2 separate regions of the Triticum aestivum genome follow, and region 1 is linked to region 2. A link is a contact called in public Hi-C data. All regions are on one chromosome and are shown on one strand. The core of a region is the stretch at or near the end of the contact, and the rest is flanking DNA. Distances in the headings are between cores, read along the strand shown. Region 1 holds the start of LOC123190670 (MAP3K epsilon protein kinase 1). Region 2 holds the start of LOC123186282 (heavy metal-associated isoprenylated plant protein 2).

What was found. Hi-C and Micro-C count contacts between places; a contact is called where the count stands out from the background.
Region 1: a Hi-C map of leaf shows a contact between it and region 2, with 3 times the contacts expected there. The contact joins the promoter of LOC123190670 here to the promoter of LOC123186282 in region 2. A contact is called at or near these places in 4 of 5 Hi-C or Micro-C datasets (leaf and root) and 1 of 1 datasets of contacts at active chromatin or transcription factors (leaf).

What each region holds. Positions count from the first base shown.
Region 1 is chr2A:732,536,587-732,541,465 of IWGSC CS RefSeq v2.1, forward strand. LOC123190670 (MAP3K epsilon protein kinase 1) reads left to right here and starts at 3,587. Exons shown (of 25, transcript XM_044603362.1): 1 at 3,587-3,928; 2 at 4,058-4,192. The coding sequence starts at 3,878.
Region 2 is chr2A:732,406,396-732,411,030 of IWGSC CS RefSeq v2.1, forward strand. LOC123186282 (heavy metal-associated isoprenylated plant protein 2) reads left to right here and starts at 2,337. Exons shown (of 2, transcript XM_044598067.1): 1 at 2,337-2,677; 2 at 2,772-3,308. The coding sequence starts at 2,593. The coding sequence ends at 3,127.

The sequences.
Region 1 (4,879 bases), core at 2,337-4,836, 130 kb after region 2:
GTGTGTTTCCCTTGGAACGCACAAACAAAATACTTGTGGTTGCCATTCCCTCCCGTCTTCCTGATTCCAAAACCAGCGTGTCTGGCGTATTTGTTATAAAATTCCCTTGCTTTCTCTACATCTTGGAATCACATCTTTAGTCTTGGTATTAGATAATCTTGAAGATTCAGCATCTGTAGAAAAAGAAAAATAATCCAAACGGCACGTTAAAATGTAGTTTGTGAACTTGTTATCTTGGAGGAAGCAGGAAATTTGCAGATAATACAAGATGCGTATATAAATACCTAAATATTTGTTTCACTTACGTGCGTGTATGATCGCAACTCCACTGGAGTCTGCTGCCGTCCCTCTAGGATGGGGCATGGCAGAGTAATCATAGCAGGATGCAGGAGTGGATCACGAGGAGGAATGAGGGCTGAAGATGGCCTCTCTCTTGTTTGTGTCCTTTTTGCTTGAGGTGGTTGTGGAGGTATTGCGGTCCTGGTTTTGGTTTGGTCTTTTGCTTTGTGAAGCCATCCATCTACCTTATGTCCCGTACAATTCTCACTTGTAGCAGCAGCATCCACCGGTGGTAGTGTGCAGAGCACTCTTCTCCGTGTGTGTGTTCCCGTTGGATTTGTCCTGGGATCCGGTTTAGTTGCTTCCCTTTGGCATTGACGAGGCACACCAGGATAACCTCCATAGTTACACATAGGACTTGAGCTCCCCCCTCCTCCATCGACGTGCTTGGGAGTCTGCTGGTGGATACAAAGAATCCACGGGGATTTCCGGCATCACCCAATTAGGTGAAGGCGCAAAGTTGTGTGGATAGGGTTGTGACCCAGCATCTTGGAAGTCTCTATGTGTTTCGGGTGTCATCCATTTTTGGTCTGGAGCAGGTTAGTAATGTTGTTGGTGCATTTGAGGTGTGACCCATTGAGGGGGTGGTGCAACGCGTACATGCTTAGAATTGTGTACTTGCTGTTGGAAACTTCTAAGCTTCTTCATGTGTCTCTCATCTTGCTGACATAAAAGAAAAAATGTTTATTAGTACACAAGTTACATCTGCCTATACCCTTGTAACTGAATTGAGCATTATTCACAGCCTGAACTTCTCATATAAAAGTGGTGTTCATGTACATATTTTTTCCCTAGGACAAGCATCACACTCTGCACTGAGCTGAGCATCTGCCAATACTTTTTGTACCTGAACTGAGCTCCCTTCACAGAATGAACCTCACATTCTGTTAATTCTACACTATTTGATTACTTATATGTACCTGAATTGAGCACTCTTCACAACCTGAACTTCTTGTTTTGCTAAGGGGAAATACTGTCTACAGTTAAAAAACCTGAACCTTCATGAGTTTGAATGGTTGGACCACTAGTGCATACCAACATGACCTTCATGTGATCACATGTATGTTTTATTTTCCTTTTATTTTTTGCACACAACCAGATACATACCAACCTGAACTCTAGCACACTTAATAGTTGAACTTCACATGGCTTTTCACATATGAATGCAGGTAGATTTTCTAATAGGTTTTCTAATGTTTGCAGCCTGGACTGATGCTCACACACTACCTGAACTTCACATGTTAATGCAGGCAGATTTTCTAATGTTTGCAGCCTGGACTGAGGCTCACACACTACCTGAACTTCACATGTTAATGCAGGCAATTTTTCTAATGTTTGCAGCCTGGACTGAGGCTCACACACTACCTGAAGTTCACATGGCTGTAAGAAAATAACAAAGAGAAGGAAGTTCAACCATACCCTGGCTAGAAGTTTGGCCAACCTTTTTCCAGTAGTAGATAGGCCACCTTGAGAGCAATTCGTCGGGGAGCTAGGAGAGGAATTCCATGGCAATCCATGTCTTGCAGAGGGCGCGAAGTTCATCTACACGAAGCAATAAGGTCAGGCAAGGCAAGATTGAAGAAAAAGGCAAGAAGTGAGAGGAAGTTCATCTACGGTTGCTGGATTTGAAGGCGCCGCCTCCGCCACCGAGTTGCTCCGTTGGCCGCGCCATAGCTTGCGTCGGGGTCGTCATCTGCTCTGCTAAGGCATCGGGCGGTGAGGATGGAAGGAGGATGAGGCTTCCGGAAGTCCATGCCGGCTTCGCCGCATCCATGCGACGTTGGCTCCCTCGCGCCAGCGTCCGCCGTCGCTCTCTCGCCCGCGCCGGTGGTCGGCCAAGAGGTGGCGCCAGATCCGGTCGACCATGAGGTGGAGATGGAGGGGAGGCGCCGGATCCGGTTGGTCAGGAGCTGGAGACGCGGGGGGGGGGGGAGGTGCCGGATCCGGTGAGGATTGGCGGCGAACCAGGGGGGAGGTCGGGGATCGAGGGGAGGAGCGGCGAGGAGGGGGGTTGGTCGGCTCGAGATCGGGATTGGGGGATCAGGTGGATCCTGTCGGGGCGGCCTCGGGATCCTGTGGGTCGGGCCGGCAGTTCAGAAGTTCGGGAGGGGTTCTGTCGGGCCCTTATAGGGACTGTTGTGATTCAAATAAGGATACGCGTAATTGAAAATTGGATATGCGTAATTGAACCTATAGACACGAAAATGACCCTGAACAAAGGAGAGCCTATGACTACAACTATGTGCCTCAAAATTCTTGCTGAAGCCGTTGTTGAACCTTTTGTGTTGCACCACCGTAGCTCATGCCAATAATGGACAACACTAAGGAATTCAATTGCCGAAGTACCTGGAAAGACCTGTAGAGGAACCAATCTCGTTGAATCGCCGCAATTGTAGACTGTCGCGTACGAGGGAAATTGGCAATCACGTCAAACATATCAATGTGTCTGTGTGTGTGTGTGGGGGGGGGGGGGGGTCACCCGATCTAGCAAGGCAACCGCACTAGTATCGCCAGACCAAGCTGACGACCTTGCTCCTCAAAGGCTCGAAGAAATAGGTTGTCGCAGAAGATGATGTTGCCACGGGTACCGATGCACATGGAACCACACCGACGGACAACACATATGTTCTTTTCATGAAGAACACCGATGACCAAAACTCCAGGGTTCGTCAGAGACGCTGCACCGCGCATGACCAAGATAAGATTGAAGGCGAAAGACTTTCAATAGAGATGGCATCGCCATCACCATTGAAGCGTTGTCACCTTGATTCAAAATCTACTGTACAAAAGGATGAGAGAAGAGGATCCCCTCCCCTCCGCCTCACGACGCCGAAGACGAAGAGGAAAGGAAGTTGAATTTTTGGCGACAAAGGATTATTCACAGGAGAGAAAAAAGAATGATAAAGCTTTTGGCTACTCTTATTCACGGGTACCATGAATCTGGAAAAACGAAATAGATAAAAACTACTTCTCTATTTCATAATGTAAGATTTTTTTTAACATTACACTAGAGTAAAAAAAAACAAGGCAGCGAAGCAAAGCTAGACAAAGACTCGTGACATTTTCGTGAGAAAAGGAGGTCGACCGAGGGGGCCCCCGGCCGGAATGAATGACGCACCACACCGCAGACGCTAGTCGGAGACAGCTAATTGACAGTGGAGCTCCCCCGTTATCCACCCAGTATCCTCGTTGGCTTCCGCACACTCCAAAAAGGGACACCTCCACTATAAAAGCTTCGCGCTCCTCATTTCCGTTACTTTCCTTCCCCCCGCCTGCACAAAATACTTTATTTTTTAATTACGGAGAAGCCCCTCGCTCCCTCTCCGCCGTCGTCGCCTTCGTCCTCTTCCTCCTGCTGCTCCCCACCCTGCATACTCCCAATTCCCTTCGCACCCAAACCCTAAACCTAAATGGCCCTCGCCGCGAGCTCGCCGGAGGGGAATCTTCGTCGCCGGTGACCGCCGATCCGCCCGCATCCGCCGCAGCCGGCGGCGCCCCGGGCCGCGGAGGGGCCGAATCTCCGAGGAGGAGGGGCGAGATGGCGACGCGGCAGCACAACCCGAAATCCAAGACGCTCGGCAACAAATACGTGAGGCATCCCGCGCTCCCCGCCCGCCTCGGATCCGGCGGAATTGGTGTTTTGCGTCGGCGAATTGTTTGGGGAATGGTTCCCTCACTCACTGTGTTTGTGTGTGTGTGTGTGTGTGGGCGGGTGCAGATGCTGGGGGACGAGATAGGGAAGGGGGCGTACGGGCGCGTCTACAAGGGGCTTGACCTGGAGAATGGCGACTTCGTGGCCATCAAGCAGGTCTCGCTGGAGAACATCCCGCAGGAGGATCTCAATATTATCATGGTGAGAGTTTTTTTTTGGGGCGTGTCATATGACGTATATCGCGTTCTGAGTGGCAAAATGCGTGTAATTGCATGAAATGCGGTTCTCAGGAGATGAGAAACGTACGTCATCGACCGAGAACAGCGCTAAGACGAGACTGGAAGCTAGAGTAATGCAGCTTGTTGGCGGTTTCGCTGCTTTGTTCGGTAGCGTGACATGGAACTAAATCCTAGGGCACCGCTATGCTAGCTTATTGGAGTCCTTGGCGAGCTTCCTATTTAACTTGTCGGGACTTGTAATAATTGGCACACATACTAGGGCAATATACTTGGGCATCATGATTTAATTATGTGGTACGTTGTTGGGTGTGGTCGTTATGTGGAGCTTGTGAGCTCTCTTTTCGACACAAACATGAGAGCTGACGTGATCAAGTGCCGTCAACAGCTGCCGCACTAGGTTTTATGTGATTGGTGTGATTCCACAGAAAATGCATGCGACCCCCCCCCCCCCCCCCCCCGCGAACTCTGGATATGATATCGGTAAATTCCTTTAAATTGTTCATTGGAATAACATTTAATTTCTTAACTGTTACAAAGTATTTATGCTTGTACGCATCCTTGTAAACCATAGGAGCTCTTGAATCCTTATAATTTTTTTGTGTGTCTGGGTTTAGGGGCTGGAAAATCTAAGTTGAAGAATAGTTAGTTG
Region 2 (4,635 bases), core at 1,087-3,586:
CTGAAACTATTCACTAAAACTAATCACATATAGATGTGTCCTAGACAGACCTAATTAAGTAATCATTTATTTTTATTTTAACATTCCAAAACTGGAATTTATTGGCAAGTTACGGACGGCTCTCCTTAAGAGCTTATTTATTACATCATCACATGCCGCTTCACATCATGAAGCGATTTCCCCATCAGCCACAGGGGTACTCGCACAGGCAGTAATAGGCAGGTTTCCAGTGGTCACCGAACGGGTGGCAATCCCCGCCTAAGAAGCCCTCATGCTTGCAGTGACTATGGCAAGGAAAGTCCACACACATAGAGTGAGAGTAGGTCTTGCTGAACGTTGTGCAAACAGTCTCACCTAGTCACCTTAACCTTCAGACCCTGCAACAAATTATGCACAGGATTTTGGGTAACCACTTCATCAGAAGATAACACACCGAGAAACAACTACAGTACATTCTTCATACGATTATTGTTTCAGGCAAGGTTTACCCCGCAGGAAGCAACAGGAATGCCAGGAGCAACAACAAGCACAAGCCCGGCCTCTTGACCTTGTGGACGTCCATGTCTCCGGAATAAGCAACCAAGAAAGGAAGGAACGGATTAAAGTATGTTAACTTACTAGTGTCATTGACCCCCTCTTATAGACATGGATGACAAAACCTTACAATAAACCCAACAGAAAATGTTGTATTTATCTCGAGTATCTACGTAGTTGTTTGTACTGCATGATGCAGTGATGTATGTGTTGTACAATGAAGAAAGACACTCCAATGGAAAAAGAAGCGCTAAAAAATCCCTAGGTTGTTGATACATATGTGTGTTTTTGGTGCGCGGCAGTACTTCTCAAAATCGTGCCTTTTTTATTTTTTGCTTAGACGGAACCCTTCAAAAAGCCTTACAGAAAATGCCATACTCATCTAAAAAATGCAGCTGTATATATCTGTATGATGCAACTATGTGTGTACACTGAAAACACACATGATAGAGGACACCCTAGGTTGTTGATACATGCATGTGTTGTTGGTCTGAGGTATATCATGATGTTTGTATTGCTCAAAATGGCGCCTTTGTTGCTTAGCGGTTGAATTTTTTTTATCTTGATGATGCAATTGCCCCAAAGGGAGGAGGCACCAGTGATGACACAAAGGTTGATCAGGTCGAGCACGATGCGTATGATGGAGATGTGCAACGTGGCGAGGGTGCCGATCGGAGGAGATTGAAGGGCTGCAAAACCTCGTTGGCTGGAGCTGGGCGACCTTACGATCATGTGGTGGCGTTTTGGTTCTTTTGTGGATGTCTCATGTCTCTGTCTGTAGTTAAAAATTTATGGGTGTTTGCTGTGGATATTCGGTGTTGTCTAGGTTTTCGCCCCATGACATTCGTTTCGATAGCGGGCGAATGTAGTGGGTTTCCTGGCAATGCCCGGACTCGCTTTACCTCTTTCCCTCCTCCTGACATGTTTCTGAACTCTGTATTTTCGTTCATTTGCAATGGAAAGGGGTATAGCCCGGTTCGAAAAAAAAGGTTGATCCACAACATTGAGGAGCTCCTCCAAGCCTCTGGACCAGAAACGGCACATGAGATTGGCCCCTGCTGTTTCTTCTTGCGGCTGTTGTTGTAACCTTGTAAGTACAGCTCCAATGTCGAGGAGCTCTTCCCCTTGGGCGGGAAAAAAGATGCAGCAGAGCGGTCGCTCACTGCTGTTTGTTGCCGCTGTTATTGTAGCTTTATGACTAGTACAGGGATGAATACCTACCGGGTGTCTCGTCGCGGCAGAAAATACGGCACGAATTCGATACACAGACACAAAGATGTACAGACTTGTCTTACAGCGGTGCGACCACATGCTGTAATGTTTGCAGCACAGACGAAAACTCTAAAGTTCTCGTTGCAGGCCACCTGGCCACGGTGTTCCCTGTGTGCTCTGACGGTCTGACGGGCATCTGCAGTATATCTTCTGAATTTGCTGTTGCTGTTTCACCGTACCTCTTGAATTTGTGCGCTGTGCCGTTTGTGAAAGTCTAGAATGCACCAGGACTTTCACTCTTGTCTATGGCCGGCCGGAAACTTTGTATTTCCTGGAAAGGGGTAATGCCCGGTTTAAAAAAAGAAAAAAGAATGCACCAGGAGTTGAGCACCAAGACCACTGTGCTAACAACCCCGCACGCATGAAGTCATATGTACAGGTTAAAGTGGTTCCAACACCCAACGACCACACACACACAAAGGGAAAGGACGACTTCATGTTTGCCACGACGAAACAACAGTTGAGTACGTCGTGTGTGCGACATAAAATCGGGTCGCCTGATCCCGGCTCGTGTGACGCTTCCCCGGCTGAAAACCTGGTGAAACTAAAGGTGAATCGCTAATTCGCTATCTAGAATATCTAGACTCCGTAGCCAGTGGACTTCCCGTTCGGGGAGGTTGAGCGACCGTATCGGGGTCCCTAACCACCTGAAACCCAAACGGGACACCACCGCTACCCGTCTGTATATAGCCCGGGACCAGACATCAGCAGAGCCGCCGGCCGGCGTTGTCGTTGTCGTGGTGGAGGTCGGCCGGGATCGGTTCTATCGACCACGCGAGAGCGCTCATGTCGAAGAGGACGGTGCTGCGGGTGGACACCTCCTGCGCCAAGTGCAAGCGCAAGGTCATGCTCGCCGTCTCCAGCCTCCAAGGTACGTACGTTTGGATCAGATCGCATGGCCGAACTGGCAGCGAGGCCATGCATTTCTTGCTTGGTTAAGTGTTGCTCTTACGTGCTGTGCCCAGGTGTGGACAAGATCGAGGTCGACTCGGAGAAGGGCACGATGACGGTGACCGGCGGCGTGGACCCGGTGGACGTGGTGGAGGCCACCAGGAGGAAGGCCGGGAAGCGCGCCGACGTCCTCACCATCGGCCCGCCGCCGTCGGCGTCCACCGCGTCCAAGCCGGAGGAGAAGAAGAAGCCCGAGCAGCAGAAGCCGCAGCAGACATATGTGGCGGCGGAGAGGAGGGCGCCTGAGCCGCCAGTGACGTTGTACGTGCACCACGTCCCGGCGCCGCCGCCGTCGTGGCCCGCGTACGAGCAGTGCGCCGTCGTGCCCTGCCACTACCAGCAGCAGCAGGACCCCTGCTCCATCATGTAGCTAGCTAGCTAATCGTCTCTTTGTGTCACTGCTATTTGGACCATAGTACTAATCGATATAGGTAATTCAAACCCCGGACCGATACCTCTGCGCACTAGCATTCCACCGTGATTTTCCTTCGAGAGAATTAGCTGAACTTTCTGAATAAATACCTAATGTTATGGAAAAGGCTTCAAATCAACCGAACGGATCCTTGATTTTGGGTCAACCGCTTCCTCTGTCTGCCACGCGTCCCCATGGGGTTGAGATTCTCTGTAGTACTTTATGGTCAGTACACCGGATGACATGTGGGGCCGGGTCCCACATGTCAGTGACTATACTGCACTCTGCAGTACTGCAGAGGATCCTAACCAGTCCCGGGTTGGACCATGGGCCCACCTACCGCTTTCCCTTTCTTCTAAGTGTCTCCTCATGCGGCCGCAACCGCAAGTATTTTGCCGAGCAGGCGGCATCGTCTACCCACACCCCTGCTCTTCCCTGCTCACTGCCCTATCCCATGTTGCGTCGGGACCCTCCCCGGCCATCAGGCATCGTCCATCGCAACCCTGCCGCAGCCCAGATCTGCCGGCCCAACAACATGTGCGGCTCAGCCCGTCCACCATCGCAGTCACCGACAACGTGCGACCAACCACGACAACCCGCATTTCTCCATGTATCCATCGGCTTCTCCCCCGACGACTCCTTCCCATGGATTCACACATGGAGCGTGCTGCCGCATCCCAGATCTGCCGGCCCAACCACATGTGTGGCTCAGCCCATCCACCACCGCAGTCACCGACAACGTGCGACCAACCACTGCAACCCGCATTTCTCCATGTATCCATCGGCTTCTCCCCCAACGACTCCTTCCCATGGATTCACACATGGAGCGTGCTGCCGCATCCTAGATCTGCCGGCCCAACCACATGTGCGGCTCAGCCCATCCACCACCGCAGTCACCGACAACGTACGACCAACCACTGCAACCCGCATTTCTCCATGTATCCATCGGCTTCTCCCCTGACGACTCCTTCCCATGGATTCACACATGGAGCGTGCTGCCGCATCCCACCGCCAGATTGCAGCATCTAACCACAACATGGTCCATGTTGCAATAGGTAAACACAACATAGTCCATGTTGCAATGATCAGAGGCCCATGTCACGTAATGGATGACAAAAGCCCAAGTCATATAGATGGAGGTCACCACACCATGGTTCATGTTGCAATGGGTGATCAAAGGCCCATGCGTACCTGGTGACGCAAGCGCAACAAGGTTGGTGTTGCAGAGCTTTCGAGCACAACAATTGTTGGTCTGTTGATGTGACGAAGGTCGATGTACCTTGCATCACCAATCTCGGGGATGAGTTTATCAATAAGGTTACTTGTGTGGTCTATTTGGGACTCCGATGCCCTTGCGGGTGGAGGAAGATGGTGTGTCTCACACAGTCACACATAGCGCGTAACGAGCGTCTAGATAAGAAAAACAAGGTGGGCAATATTTCGATAACCGAGTGCACAGGTTGATG